Linked DNA regions of Sus scrofa: region 1 is linked to region 2. A link is a contact called in public HiChIP or PLAC-seq data. All regions are on one chromosome and are shown on one strand. The core of a region is the stretch at or near the end of the contact, and the rest is flanking DNA. Distances in the headings are between cores, read along the strand shown.

Region 1 (6,988 bases), core at 3,092-5,591, 830 kb before region 2:
TGACCTGGCGTTGGATTTATTACAGCTAAAAACCTCACTGCTCTCTTCTGCCATGTAGCGAGTAATGTGACCTGCTGTTAAAGTACTTTGAACCCATTAAAAATACGCATCCCAGGAGTTCCCGTTGTGGCACAGTGGTTAATGAATCCGACTAGGAGCCATGAGGTTGTGGGTTCGATCCCTGGCCTCGCTCAGTGGGTTAAGGACCCCGTGTTGCTGTGAGCTGCATGTAGGATGCAGACACGGTTCAGATCCTATGTTGCTGGGGCTGTGGTGGAGGCTGGCAGCTGTAGCTCCAATTGGATCCCTAGCCTGGGAACCTCCATATGCCATGGGTGCGGCCCTAAAAAGACAAAAGACAAAGAAAAAAAAAATTACACATCCCAGGCTCCACAGAAAAAGCACCACAGCAGCCCCTTTGGGCAAGAGGCCCAGGGATCTGCATTTTTCACTAAAGCCTCAGACAATTCTGATGTACACTAGATGTCACTGCCATCAGCGGCTCAGCATAGGACACCCAGTCACTGTTTCCCTCCCTTTGTTTTCAGTACATGCATTTGTACGTGCGTTAATGTTACTGCCCTGTTTGGGTTTCTGTTAGCATCTTATCCCTCTTCCGCCAGTTGTGTATCTTTCCCCTTCAGGGTGGGGTTCAGGGAAGCTTTCTGCTTTGGCTGATGCTTGTGGTCCAAGGTTTCCTCACCCCCAGGCTGTTTACTGCTGCCGATCGCATCATCCCCTGCTACCCTTGACCGTGACAGACAGTCCTGCCCACTCCCTCCTGATTTATCCGGTATTGTGTTACCTTCCCCCCACCCCACTGCTTCTTGGTGATTTAAGGAGCTGTTTTTATTGTTTCTAGAGCCAACACATCTGTCCTATATTTCTCTCCAACTAAAAAACATTGGAAAATCACTGGTTACTTAGTGCAGGGTGATGCCTGCCCTAGATGACAATTTCTCTTGCAACCAGCTCCCACTTAGTGAGCCCGGGTTGTCGGGCTTCTCCCCGCTGCCATTCAGATCAGACCCTTCAACTCTCAGCCTAGGTTCGTGTATTTAACGGCTCACTCGTGTGAATTAGAGTTAACCTCTCAGATCGCCTGCACGTCCTCATTTTTGGAGACTCCTCTTCGTCCATGAACAAAGGAAGTTAAGCCATGGTTATAATTTGGGAGATGATGAAGTACAGAGTGCCTGAACAGTGGATGGTGAAGAGCTGGGAAAAAAATTGTCTGCCTCTACCCAGAATTATATCGACCATGAGAGTCTCACTGGTCAGAAGTAGAAGTCAAGTTGATTCAACCTAAATACAAGAGGACTTCGCTGGAGGAGGTCAGAGAAACGCCAGGCTCAGAGCACATGGAGGGGCCGGGCAGCTGGCCCTCCTGCAGGACGCAGTCAGGCCAGGAGCCTGGGCACTGCCCTTGCAGCTGGTCACTTCCAGATGCAGGGCCCCAGGCAGAAGTTCTGATTGGCTGGTCTCCACCGTGTCCCAGCTCCTGCTGACTGGTCCCTCCCTTAGAGCTTCCAGGGTGGAAGGCAAGCCTTCCTCCTCTCCCCCACGCTTCCTCCCAAATATTAAGATTTGGATGCTGTGGAGGCTTAGGACAGAAGTCCACCCCAAATATGAGCCACATCTCCCTATTTCCACTGTGATAACGGCAGCCATCTGTTACTGAGGAGACCTGCTTTTTCAGGCGCTGAGCTTGATGCTCTGTAGGTAGCTGGCAGGGGTGCTTTTTACAGTTGAAGAAACTGAGCCTCGAAGAGGTTCAGGAACCTGCCTATGGCCAGACAGGTGATAAGTGATGAAGCCAGGCTTACCGGACCACAGAACCGGTGGCTAGCCACTCCCTGCACAGGTCCACTGCTAGGAATCATCTTCACCCATTCCCCCCCAAACCCTTTACAGCAATAGGATTGTCTCTAAGCTGTTATGGCCACATCCGAATAATAAAGGGCATTGACAAGTTTATCTCTAAGACTCCTTTATCTGTGTCGTTCTGTGTTTCTGTAACTATGTTCTGATGGCTGCCATTTTTATGTATTTTTAAAAATTTTTATGACAGTTGATGTGCAATGTTCTGTCAATTTCTGCTGTGCAGCAAAGTGACCCAGTTATACATACATATATACATGCTTTTTCTCACATTACCCTCCATCACATTCCACCCCACAGATCGAGTTCCCTGCGCCATACGCAGGGTCTCATTGCTTATCCGCTCCAAAGGCAGCAGTTCGGGTCTACAATCCCCACACTCCCAGGCTGCATTTTTAAATGGCTTTGAGTGTGCAACCGAAGAGCAGATTTGGACCCTGGGGGTGGAACCATCATCAATTTCAAGTGTGAGCCCTTTTCTTTGGTCTTAGGCGGCCTTCCCTGGAAGATTAACCTCGCCCCCAAATCAGGTCCCTGAAATCTGTTTGGAAAGTAACCACAGGTTACAGGAAGCGGCTGCTGAACAGACAACTCCTACTGCCCAGTTGGTGACTCGTTCGTCCCCCTTTGTTCTTCTAAATGGACGTGTCTCAGGTCTCCGCAGAGACTGGAGGGAACATTTTCAAAGAAGAAAGTGTATCTGTTTATCACGCTATGTGGACAGAGTAGGTGGTGGTTCTCCAAGTAATCACTCCATGCTCTCTTGGGCACATGTGGTTTAACTAGAAACTAAAAGCTAATCGGACACTCGGGCAGAACCTATCCCTGGCTTCAGTCTGCACCTCCCGTCTGAAACTGCAACTAGCATCACCGCATAAAAAGGCTCTGGGCATGTCCCTTCTTCATGAGGAGCAGTTTCTGATTCATTTATTTAGTTGAGCTTTAAACGGACATTTATAGCACCTGCTTGGGGACAGGAATTATATCAGCGTTGAGCTTTTACTTACAAAAAACCCCCCAATTCTCAGCAGGGGATGTGCAGGTTGGCGGGGGGGGGGGCAGGTAGGCATTAAAACATGGTGAAGGTGCAGGACGATGGGACTGTTGTGCCTGGAGAGTGTGTTAGGGGAACACAGAGGAGGGATGGCTAGATGTTTCCGGGTAAATTTTTAAAAAAAAATCACAGAAGTTGTATCTGAGTGGAGCCATAATGAAAACAGTTTTTACCAGAACATCAAGTGGGAGGTTATTTGGAGGTTGAAGGACCTAAGACGTTGAGGATGACAGTGAGTTACTTAGGGGGCGAGTAACACAGGAGGGAAAGGAGCATTGTGAGAGGAGCTAAGAGAGGCCGCGGCAGGAAGCGTCACCTGCACCCTGCAAAGGGCTTGGATTATGTTAATATGGAGCCCTCCAAGTTTTCACCTGGAGGAGGGCATGATCAGATGGTATTTTTTAGAAAGACCACTCTGTTGACCGAAGAAGGCATTAGAGCAAGAAGGAGCTAGAAAACCGTACAACAGCCTAATTCCATGTACAATTTTACCATTTTGGTAAGAATTTATGGAAGAATGAGAAGAGACATTGTTTTTCATGGTCTCTTTAAAAATACGAACGCTGTCAGGACCTGCTAGGAAAGTGTATTGTATTTTCATTAGGAAATAATCACGGAATTTATTTCCTTTTACAGGCCTGAAACCTTAAAAAAAACATTTGGCCAGCGTAGTATGTCTTGACTTTTTATAACATAAATTTTATACAGCATGACTCCCGTTCTGTCCTCTAACCCATAAAACAATTAAGACCCAAATCCTCAATTACGGAGGATACTTGCTCTCAAATGAAAGCTTTTACATGAGTGTCCACACCCTGTAAGTACTTGTTTCCCATTCAACGCTATATTTAAGGACCACTTTCAAACATTTATCATGTATCCCTGAACTAGATCAGAAGATGTGAGTGAGGACGGCTTTAAGACATGTCAAGATGAAGAAGTGTTTTAGTAAGCTGTTCTATTTCTAATACAAGCCAGTGAAAAAACAAGGAGCCAGTCTCCAGTGTTAAGATGGGAAAATATGAAAACCATTCCAGCCTACTCTGCTCATCACCATGGTTTCATCATCTATTACACAGTAAAACAAACATAGCCACTGACTATAGCCCTTAATGAGCATATGTGACTCTGATAATATTTATCGGGTTTATTTGTTTGAGGCCAGCTGAAATGAAAAGAAAACAGTACAGCGCTGGGTCATTAGTCTCCTCTGACGTGTGCTGTAATTCTAAGGAAAACATTAGTAGCCTATTTTTAGCAAGTACCTTCATCCACTGCAGCGATAATGGCCCAAGGAATAATCCCTGGGTGGAAAGCAGAAATGCCCAGAATTGAACGTTCTTGCTCATCTGTCCTATGGTCACAGGAAATCTATCAGCACCGTCACTTCACTTCCACATTGAGCAATGATTTACTCAGACCATTATGCAACCCTCCCCAACTCGGTTGGCCTTTCACCTTCATCTGTGCTAAGTCAGGGTCCCCCTGGCCAAAAGAAATGAAAAACGTCACCTCCTCCAAGAAGTCTCTCCTTATCTGTAAATGGTAGCGCTTACACTTTGCATTACTTTCACTCACACAATCGTTTTATCCGGTGTTCTTTCCCATACTCAAAAAATCGTATTCAAAAAACTCATCCAGAAATGGCAGGAGCAAGACACTGTTCTAGACTCCACGGGGATGGTGTATAGGAGGCCCCTCCTGTGACAGAGGCAGATACGGAGGAGTTGGGAGAGAGAGGGAGGGAGCCAGGGACAGGCCTAGGAGTTAGGCTTCGGGCATCCTGTTAAAATGCAGACTCTGATTCCCGAAGTCTCCGATGAGGCCTGAGTTTCTGTGCTTCTGGACCCCCCCGCAGGTGATGCTGATCTGCTGGGCTGTGGACCATTTGGGTATCGAGGTTCTAGGTCACAAATGAGGTTGGACCTCATCACCTTATTTTCACTCCCCAGAGGCCCTCCTACCACACACTACATGGCAATCCTGTGCGCCTCAGGATTCTGTGGGCTGCATTTGCTCACGACACAGAGGACAAAGCTTAATTATGGCAGGTGAAGGCCATGCCCCCTCGCCCCTGCTGGTCCGGTGAAGCTTCACTGCAAACCCCTGCACCGCGGAGTGGAGCTCCTGAGTCAGACGCCACTGGTGGGACACGGCCAAGGCCTGGGTCGAGGGCTGTGAGGGACGGGAGGGGAACCGAAGGCTCCGGTGTCACCAGTGCCCACCCCTGTTGGGCGGTCACATCTCACTGTTCAGGAAACAGCTTCCTCTGCAGCTTCCTTCGAGGGTCCCAGGAGAACAACTCACTCCCTGGGGAGAAGACAGGTAAGAGGTTGACCTGTTTCCCATTGGTGCGAATTTCACCTGTGGCCTGACTCCAGTCCCAGGGTTGTGTGCACTTGAGATGTGATTGAAGAGCAACAATTCAGAGTCAGAAGAAAGAGATGTCACTCGGAGCTTTGGAATGACCTGCTCGTGCCCTTGGACTAGCTACCCAGCCTCCCTGGACCAGAGTTTTCATCTGTAAAACAGAGATTATCAAATAGCACAAGCCTTCTAAGAACCTGACTGTGAAGAACCGGTGAGAAAATATAGGAGAGAACTTTGAAAAACAAATACAACAGCCTACAATGACAAGGGCTCACAGAGACAGGAGTTTGAAGGTGGCCTAGCTACCCAAAGGCCTGACTACAAATTTACGTCCTAGACGCCGAAACTGTATTAGTGGGACCTGAGTACCCGAGGAAGGGGCAGAGGAGAGAGAAAGGTACGTAAGCTGCTCAGGAAATCTACCACGGGGAGCTCCCGCTGTGGTGCTGTGGGTTGAGAATCTAACTGCATCGGCTTGGGTCGCTGCAGAGGTACGGGTGGGATCCCTGGCCCAGCGCAGTAGGTTAAAGCATCTGGCATTGCTGCCACTGCAGTGTACGTCAAAGCTGTGGTTTAGATTCAATCCCTGGCCCAGAAACTTCCATATGCTCCAGGTATGGCCATAAAAAGGTAAAAAAAAAAAAAGAAATCTACTACATGTCATCCTCTGTCACTCTTTCACAGCCCCCAAGATTGGGTCTTGCCAAAGCAAGACTCCAGGGGCAGGTTAGATGGCTTCCTGAAGGTGTGCAGAGCGCAGTTAGCTTAAAGGTTACGAGACCGACCGCTTCAGCAAGCCACGTTCGGGTAAGAGAATGGAGTCCAGTTTCCTCCTTATCATTGATACGAAAATGAAAATATCCCCCAAATCCAGTGTAAGAAGGGAAAAGAACAAAGACAGTATTCACGGCCCTGCTCGCCCAAAGAGTCACACCCACTCTGGAAGGCTGCCAGCTTCCGACCATTATTCTCTTCCAGATCTTTGACCTGAATTAACAAACCCCTTGCTCTTCTTTTGAAGAGACTGGCGCACAAACTCTGGGTAGGTTTCTCGATGTTTTTGGAAGAAACAGGAGTAGCTCAGAAACCACGGAGCACCCAGAGTGGGCACCCTGGGACCGGGCCAGAAGAGGGCACAGGAGTGGGCCAGCGTCACAAACTCCTCCTGTGTCTTAGTCCAGCTGGCCCCACAATCAGATGTCCGCTTACTCGTCAACAGCACGATTCTGCTAGGGAGTCAGACTGAGGAGGCTGAAAGTGGTGGGCCCGGGGCTAGAGAAGTGGTGAGAAAGTCAAAGAATCGGCTCTGTGTGCCTGAAGCATGACTTTCCCCTCGGCCACTGGAGTCTAAATATTATCGATTATCTTTCCGAGACATCCGCTAAGCAAATTAACCCCCACGCCTGGATGTGTACACACATCGGCGCTGACATTCTCTGTTTTGTTTCGTGTGCTCTCTCGCATCGCTGTAATGGAAGTTCCACGCGAGTCTGACTTCTTTCTTCACGACTCTATCTCCACCACCTCACAGGGCCTGAGAATAAGTGGTGCCCCGTAAACATCTCTCTCAACGAATCATCCTCTGGTACCTCTGTCCTTCAACACTTAGCATTCTAGATTATTCTTGTGCTTTTTTCTCATTCTTCTTACCTCCTTCGGTAGTTCGCTTCGCCTATCCTACCG
Region 2 (7,537 bases), core at 1,765-4,264:
TGACTGGGGGACAAAAACCCCAATTCTAGAAGCATTCTGTACTCGGTTTGCCTTGCAAAGGTTTTTAATTTTTGGTACCACTTTAGAGAAGCCTCAGCTGGAAATCCATCATAGAGGATGTATCCTGGGTTTGTTTTTTTTGCAAAATTCAAGAAGGCTTTGACCCCGCATCAAAATATCATATGCTTTCATTTCATACTTAAAAATCTTTTGTATGCAATGCTCATGATTACCTGCTTTAACACAATTTTTCAGTTAAATGATCAACTAATAGTCTGACGGTGTTGGTAAGGAAGTCTTCACAGTACGTGGAAAAGACGGAGAAACTAGGCGTGGCTGAAGGGTAAGAAAGCTCGCTCTCTACCATAGCAATTCATAAAGAGAACCTGTCTCAAACAGATAAACTAAAAAATCACGGTCAAAACAGATCACAAGAAATGTGGAGTTAGGTTATATGAGGTATCAGCCCAGGGACAAAAGCGTCTGACTGTGGAGTGTGGGCATGTTAGCTGAGAGGCTTGGAGGAGGAGATGATTTCATTCTGGTACCTTAGCTAGCTAGTTGTTTTAGATGTGTAGATGGTCTATTAGAAAACAAATAAGTCTTCAGTAAAATGTGTCTTTGCAGTGACTGGTAGAGGCTGTGAATGCAGCCTGTGTGGCCTTTACCATTTCTTGTAGCCCTTAAATAATGAAAGATGGAAGTGGGCCCTCATTCCACTGGCCGGCCTATTCTGTGTTAGTCCAAGTCTGCTCCCTTTTAATTTATTAAATTAATATGGTTTGTCATCTTTGTATTTCTGGGTTTGTTTTTTTTTTGTTTGTTTGTTGGTTGGTTGGTTTGGGACGCACCCACGGCATGCAGAAATTCTCCGGCCAGGGATTAAATCTGAGCCGCAGCAGGGACAAGGCCAGGTCCTTGACCAGCTGTGCCATCAAGGATATTTGATACTCTCCTCTTTGATATTTATCACCTGGGGCGGCCTTGAAATATTTTCACAAATTTTTGATACTCTTCCCTTCAAAAGTTGGGGAGCTTCATTGCTCTTTCTCCTTAAAGGTTCTAACCAGCAGCACGGCAGGAATGGAGTGTGACTTCCGATGACAGATCACAAAGGAGACTTCAGCTCTTGCTCTCTCTTGGTCCCCTCGCTCTGGGGAAAGGCCACTGTCGTGGTGGGGGGACATCCCAGCTGACCTATGGAGAGTCCCACATGAGGAACCGAGGCCTCCTGACAAAAGCCATCTGAGCGAGCTCAAAAGTGGTTCCCCAGGCACATTCACGTCCTCGGGTGGCCGCAGCCTGGAGGAAGACCTCTTAGTTGTCCCTCATGGAGAAACGCGGCCAGAGTCACCCAGCAAAGCCGTATCCCACATGCACCATGCCTAGATACTGTGAGACGGTAAAAGTTTGATATTCTAAGCCCCTAACCTTTAGTATAATTTCTTAGACAGCAGTAAATAAATAACACACCGTGAAAATTACATAGATAGGTCCATTTGGCCTCTTCTCAAAAAGTATTCCAACTCAAGTGACATAGATTTTCTTTTGACTGAAGAGAAAGGATGCCAGTTGCTCTCAGTTGGGAAGGAAGTTCACCCCAGAAGCACTGGCAAAAAGCACCATGCGAATACTTTGCACGTATATAAGATTTAGTTTATTCAGCACTAGAATCTTTCCTTAAGTCACTGACAAATTAAAAAACAACAACTTAACTGTTAGTGGGTTTTTTTGGCTGCACCTGTAACATGCAGAAGTTCCTGGACCAGAGATTGAAGCCATGCAACAGCTTTAACCAGAGCTTCAGCAGTGACAATACTGATCCTTAACCTACTGAATCGCCAGGGAACTCCAACTGTTAGTGTTTTTAAATTTTTATTTTCTTGATTCTTTTTGCTTTTTCCTTTCTGCTATGCACCTACCTAATTGTCCAAAGTCATTAATCAAGATCCTTGCACACCTGAATTATAACCTCAAGGAGGGGAAATGACGCTAAGGGGCAGCGAGGCTATAGTCAGAAATGGTTTTCAGGTCCTATTTTGGGGAGGAGAACCAACTTGCCATTTTCTGTCTGGGGGATGTATAAATGATACTGTTTTTTGGTTGCTAAAATTCCCATGCTCTCTTATACATTCATAATACCTACATGGTCTTTGCAATCTTTTTTTTTTTTAAAGGACCAAAGATTGGTGAGAAAAAGGAGATTAGAGAAAGAATAATTAGACAGGTATGGGGACACAAATTGCTTATCTCTTAGCGATACATACTGACCTTCCAGGATGAGTGGGGTCAGCTTTAGCATATTCCAGAAAAAAAAAACAAAAACAAGGGGAAAGAATGGCCAGATGTTATAACTGATGAAGTTTTACGACAGGTACATGAGAATTCCGTATAATAGTCTCTCTACTTTTGAGTATATTTGAATGTTTCCATAATAAAATAGATTAAAAAAAAAAGCCTATCATAGTAACTCGGGAATGAAGTAATGAATCCTTAGACGTGAGTGGTGACAGGGAAAATAGAAAAAATATGATTGACTAATTCAACACACATTTTGATCTTAATAACAGATTTGTTATAACAACTTCAGCTGAGGGAAGAAACAAAACAGACTCATTTCTATAGCCTTGGAAATAGAAAAATGGCATGAAAAAGAACCTGTCAACTGTCTATAAATTCCTGAGCTTTAAACCATGTACTTGATCGGTCCATGTGATTGGAATGTATATGGAAATGAAGAAACTATGTACATTTGGAAAAAAGCACCAAGGATAGACGGCTACGGGAGAACAGAGGAAGAACAGAGAACTAGTGGATGCGGCAGAGAGATGACACACCAGGCAGAGAGAAAAAACAGCCACATTCCCACGTAAGAGGTGCCAGCTGGTTCGGACAGCTGTTGTCGGTGGAGGACTCCACGAGGCATGTTGGACACAAACGTCTGTGACTCACTGTACCTTGCCTGTCATCCCTTCCATACCTCAAAGGCTGTTTCCCTTGCCGTGTCATATGACCGATTCATATAGATGACTCATTGTCATCTGCCATTCATTGCAACGGCTTCGGGGTGACTCTTCCCCTGCAAGTCTCTTTCCCATAAACGCGAACATTTTTATCCTGTTTCCCCAGACGTGTTAGTATGTGTTTTCCCAAATTCTACCCAGCTATATTTTTCTTGCATGTCTTCCCACAAACTAAGTATTACAAACTTTCCCTGTGCAAGTGTTGCTGGTAAGATCTTTGATAAGCCGTGGGCTAACTACATTAGTCAGTGAGTGTTACGTTTCAAGTGACAGAAAGCTAATTTCCGCTCAGTCAAGCCTAAAAAGGACTTTATTTGCTCACATAACAAAGAAGAATGGGTGTAGCTGGGGGGCAATGGGGGGACCGCAACGCTACCCCCGTCTCCGAGCGTCTCTACATGTGGATTTCATTCTCTCCTCCTGCCAAAGGGTTTTTTACCATGAGGGGGGCATGAAGTGGGCAGTTCTGGTGTTACATACCCACAGGTGTGTGAGCAGAGAGAAGAATCTTTAGATAACTTCTTACTAGAATGAAACACTCTGGCAACAGGTTTTGACTCGCTTAGCTTGGGTTCTGGCCTTGAGGAGCCAGGGTACCCAGAAGGGAAGGAAGGAGGATTAGCCAGAAATTCATAGATAGAAGGGTAGACGGAGTGATATGCACAAAAAGGATGCGTTATGCTATAGTGCCTGACAATTACGGTCCAGATCCACAGTCATCTATAACCTGTAACACTGCACTAAACACCCACAGAAAGAGGGGAAATGGATGCAAAGTTTATATCTGTTGGAGGTCTAGTGTCTAGAATATTCGAAACAGTCTTACGACTGAAAATAAAAAGAGCCCAATTTAAAAATGGGCAAATGACTGAAACAGACATTTCTCCACAAAAGATATACCACTGGCCAATAAGCACACGAAATAATGTTCCACATCATTAGTCACTAGGGAAATACAAACCCAAATTGCAATGAGATACCACCCATGAGGAAGCCTGAAGAGTGACCCACAAGCCTGGCTGTAATTAAGAAAGAAAGAGGAGTTCCCGTCGTGGCTCAGCCGTTAACGAATCCGACTAGGAACCATGAGGTTGCGGGTTCGGTCCCTGCCCTTGCTCAGTGGGTTAACGATCCGGCGTTGCCGTGAGCTGTGGTGTAGGTTGCAGACGCGGCTCGGATCCCGCGTTGCTGTGGCTCTGGCGTAGGCTGGTGCCTACAGCTCCGATGAGACCCCTAGCCTGGGAACCTCCATATGCCGCGGGAGCGGCCCAAGAAATAGCAAAAAGACAAAAAAAAAAAAAAAAAAAAAAAAAAAAGAAAGAAAGAGAAACGTATGAGGGCTGATGAGTAAGTGAGGAAATTGGAATTTTCACTCACTGCTGCTGGGAGTGCGAGGTGGTAGAGCTGCTGTGTGAGACACTTGGGAAGCTTTTCAAAAAGGTAAACAGAATGCTACCATGTGACCGAGCAATTGCCCTCCTGGGTACACACCTGAGAGAAGTGAAGGAGTTCTCCTGCAGCTCAGTGGGTTAAGGATCTGGCGTCACCGCAATGGCTCCAATCGCTGTTGTGGCACTGGTTCAATCCCTGGCCTGGGAACTTCTCCATGTGGTGGGGAAGGTCAAAAAAAAAGACAGACTAAAGTGAGAACACGTCCACATAAATATGGGCACGCAAATGTTCATTGCAGCATTAGTTTTAATAGCAAAAAAGGGGAAGCAACCCAGATGTCCATCCACCGATGAACGGATAAATAAATGCGGTCTATCCACAAAATTGAATGCTAACCAGCCATTGAAAAGGGATGAGGGAGTTCCCTGGTGGCCTAGTGGTTAAGGATTCAGTGCTGTCACAGCTATGTCTTGGGTTCAGTCCCTGGCTTGGGATCTTCTGCAGCCTGCTGGCATGGCAAAAAAAAAAAAAAAAAAAGACAGGAAAGCTGGACCCAGAGTTCTCTTGTGGCTCAGTGGGTTAAGGATGTGGCATCATGACTGCAGTGGCTCGGGCCACTGCTGTGGTATGGGTTCAATCCCTGGCCCAGAAACTTCCACAAGCCACAGGCACCCCCCCCGCCCCCCAAAAAGGAATGAAGTATTGATACCTGCTACAACAAGGATGAGTGTTGAAACTATGCTGACTGAAAAGATGCCAGACACAAAAGACCACATACTGTATGGTTCTGTTCATGTGAGTTGTCCAGAATGGGCAACTCCAGAAAGGAAAGAAGGAAGGAAGGAGAGAGAGAAGGCAGGAAAGAAGGAAGGAAGGAAGGAAGGACGGAAGGAAGAGAGAGAAGGAGGAAGGGAGGGAGGAAGGAGGAAGGAAGGAAGGAAGAAAGAAAGAGAAAGAAAGAAAGGGGGAGAGAGAGAGAGAGAGGGAGGGAGGGAGGAAGGAGGAAGGAAGGAAGGAAGGAGGGAAGGAAGGAAGGAAAGAGAAAGAGAGGAAGGAAGGAAGGAAGGAGGGAAGGAGAGAGGGAGGGAGGAAGGGAGGAAGGATTACCAGTTCCCCGGGCTCAGGGCAGTGCAAGGTAAGAGTGACTAATGGGTTTTTTTTGAGATGATATAACAATGTTCTAGAATTAGACAGTATTGATGGTTATAAAACCTTGTGAATAATACATGGGAAACCCTGGAAGCCGTTCACTTTAAAATGATTAATTGAATAGTATATAAATTAATAGAAACAAAAAGCTTAAATATATAGTATCTGAATTAATTCACTTTAAAATTAATTCACTTTAGAGTATGTGTATCTTTACAAATTAGTGTTTTCGTTTTTCTCCAGATATATACCCAGGAATGGCACTGCTAAGTCATAAGGTGGTTCGATTTTTCGTTTTCTGAGGAAGCTTCAGTGGTTTCCACAATGGCTCCACCAATTTACACTCCTGCCAACAGTGCCCAAGGGATCCCTTTTCTCCACATCCTAACCAACATTCGTTATTTGCAGACTTTTTCAAGGTAGTCATTCTGACCAGTGTGAAGTGATATCTCATTGTGCTCTTGATGTGCATTTCTCTGATGAGTACTGATTTTGAACATTTTTTGTATGCTTGTTGGCCAACTGCATGTTTTCTTTGGAAAATGTCTATTCAGATCTGCCCATTTTTTTCATGGTTGAGTTTTTTGATACTGAGTCATATGAGCTGTTTATATATTTTGGATATTGAAAGTTGTGGTCATATCATTTGTAAATATTTTCTATCATTCAGTAGGGTTTTATTTTCTTTTGTTTTGTGATGGTTTCCTTTGCTAGGCAAAAGCTTTTAAGTTTAATTAGCTCCTGTTTGTTTATTTTTCCTTTTACTTCTTTTGCCTTAGGAGATAGAGCCCCCCAAAATGTTGCTGTGATTTATATCAGAGTGCTCTGCCTATGTTTCCTTCTAGAAGTTTTATGGCTTCAGGTTTTACATTAGGTCTTTCATTCATTTTTTGTATACAGTGTGAGGAATATTACTCGGTCATAAAAAAGAATAAAATTCTGCCATTTGCAGCAACATGGATGGATCTGTGAATACCACCCTTAGTGAAATAACTCAGAAAAGACAAATACTGCATGATATGTGGACTCTGAAAAATAAAGCAAACCAGTGTTACAGCAAAATAGAATCAGACTCACAGATATGGAAAACAAATTAGTAGTTAGAGTAGGGAGAGGGAAGCAGGGCACAGCAGGAGCCTGGGATTAAGAAATACAAACCACTATGCATAAAACAGATAAGCAGCAAGGATATAGTTTTCAGCACAGGGGATTAGAGAACTTTTTTTTTTTTGCTTGCTTTTCAGGGCCACACTTGCAGCATATGGAGGTTCCCAGGCTAGGGGTTGAATCAGAGTTACTGCCGGCCTATGCCAGAGCCACAGCAACAGCAACAGCAACAGCAACTTGGGATGCAAGCTGTGTCTGCAATCCACACCACAGCTCAGGGCAACACCGGACCCTTAACCCACTGATGTAGGCCAGGCATCGAACCCTCATCTTCATGCATACTAGTTGGATTCGTTTCTGCTGTGCCATTATCGGGTACTCCTGGAGCCCTTATTTGATAGTAACTTTTTTAAGGGGTGGGAGGCCCACCTGCAGCATGTGGAGGTTCCCAGGCTAGGGGTCGAATCGGAGCTATAGCCGCCAGCCTACACCACAGCCACAACAAGGCAGGATCTGAGCCACCGCGTCTTCAACCCACACCGCAGCTCACAGCAATACCAGATCCTTAACCCACTGAGTGAGGCCGAGGATCAAACCCGAATGCTGACGGATCCTAATCAGATTCATTAACTGCTGAGTCACGAAGGGAACTCCCTCCTTTAGTAACTTTTAATGAGGTATAATCTATAAAAATACCGAATCACTATACCATATACCCGAAACTGACATCATATTGTAAATCAACTATACTTTGATAAAAACAAATAAAATTAAGCCACTTAAAATTATGTAGTACATGAATCAATATCAACAAAAAAGATTTAAACAAGTTTATGACTACTATTTAATTGGGTGTTTTTTTGTCA

What was found. HiChIP or PLAC-seq counts read pairs in DNA pulled down with a chosen protein or histone mark.
Region 1: an H3K27ac HiChIP or PLAC-seq map of alveolar macrophages shows a contact between it and region 2. The contact joins two enhancer-like sites. A contact is called at or near these places in 2 of 47 Hi-C or Micro-C datasets (embryonic fibroblasts and mesenchymal stem cells) and 1 of 2 datasets of contacts at active chromatin or transcription factors (alveolar macrophages).

What each region holds. Positions count from the first base shown.
Region 1 is chr18:53,559,519-53,566,506 of Sscrofa11.1, reverse strand. No RefSeq gene overlaps it. Among named protein-coding and RNA genes, the nearest start is that of INHBA, 670 kb to the right of the region's middle. Within about 2 kb of position 4,341, at least 13 of the 83 cell types and tissues checked have an H3K27ac peak or open chromatin away from gene starts, as enhancers often do. A contact at or near this core is called in alveolar macrophages, where this site is marked.
Region 2 is chr18:52,729,893-52,737,429 of Sscrofa11.1, reverse strand. No RefSeq gene overlaps it. Among named protein-coding and RNA genes, the nearest start is that of INHBA, 160 kb to the left of the region's middle. Within about 2 kb of position 3,014, at least 5 of the 83 cell types and tissues checked have an H3K27ac peak or open chromatin away from gene starts, as enhancers often do. A contact at or near this core is called in alveolar macrophages, where this site is marked.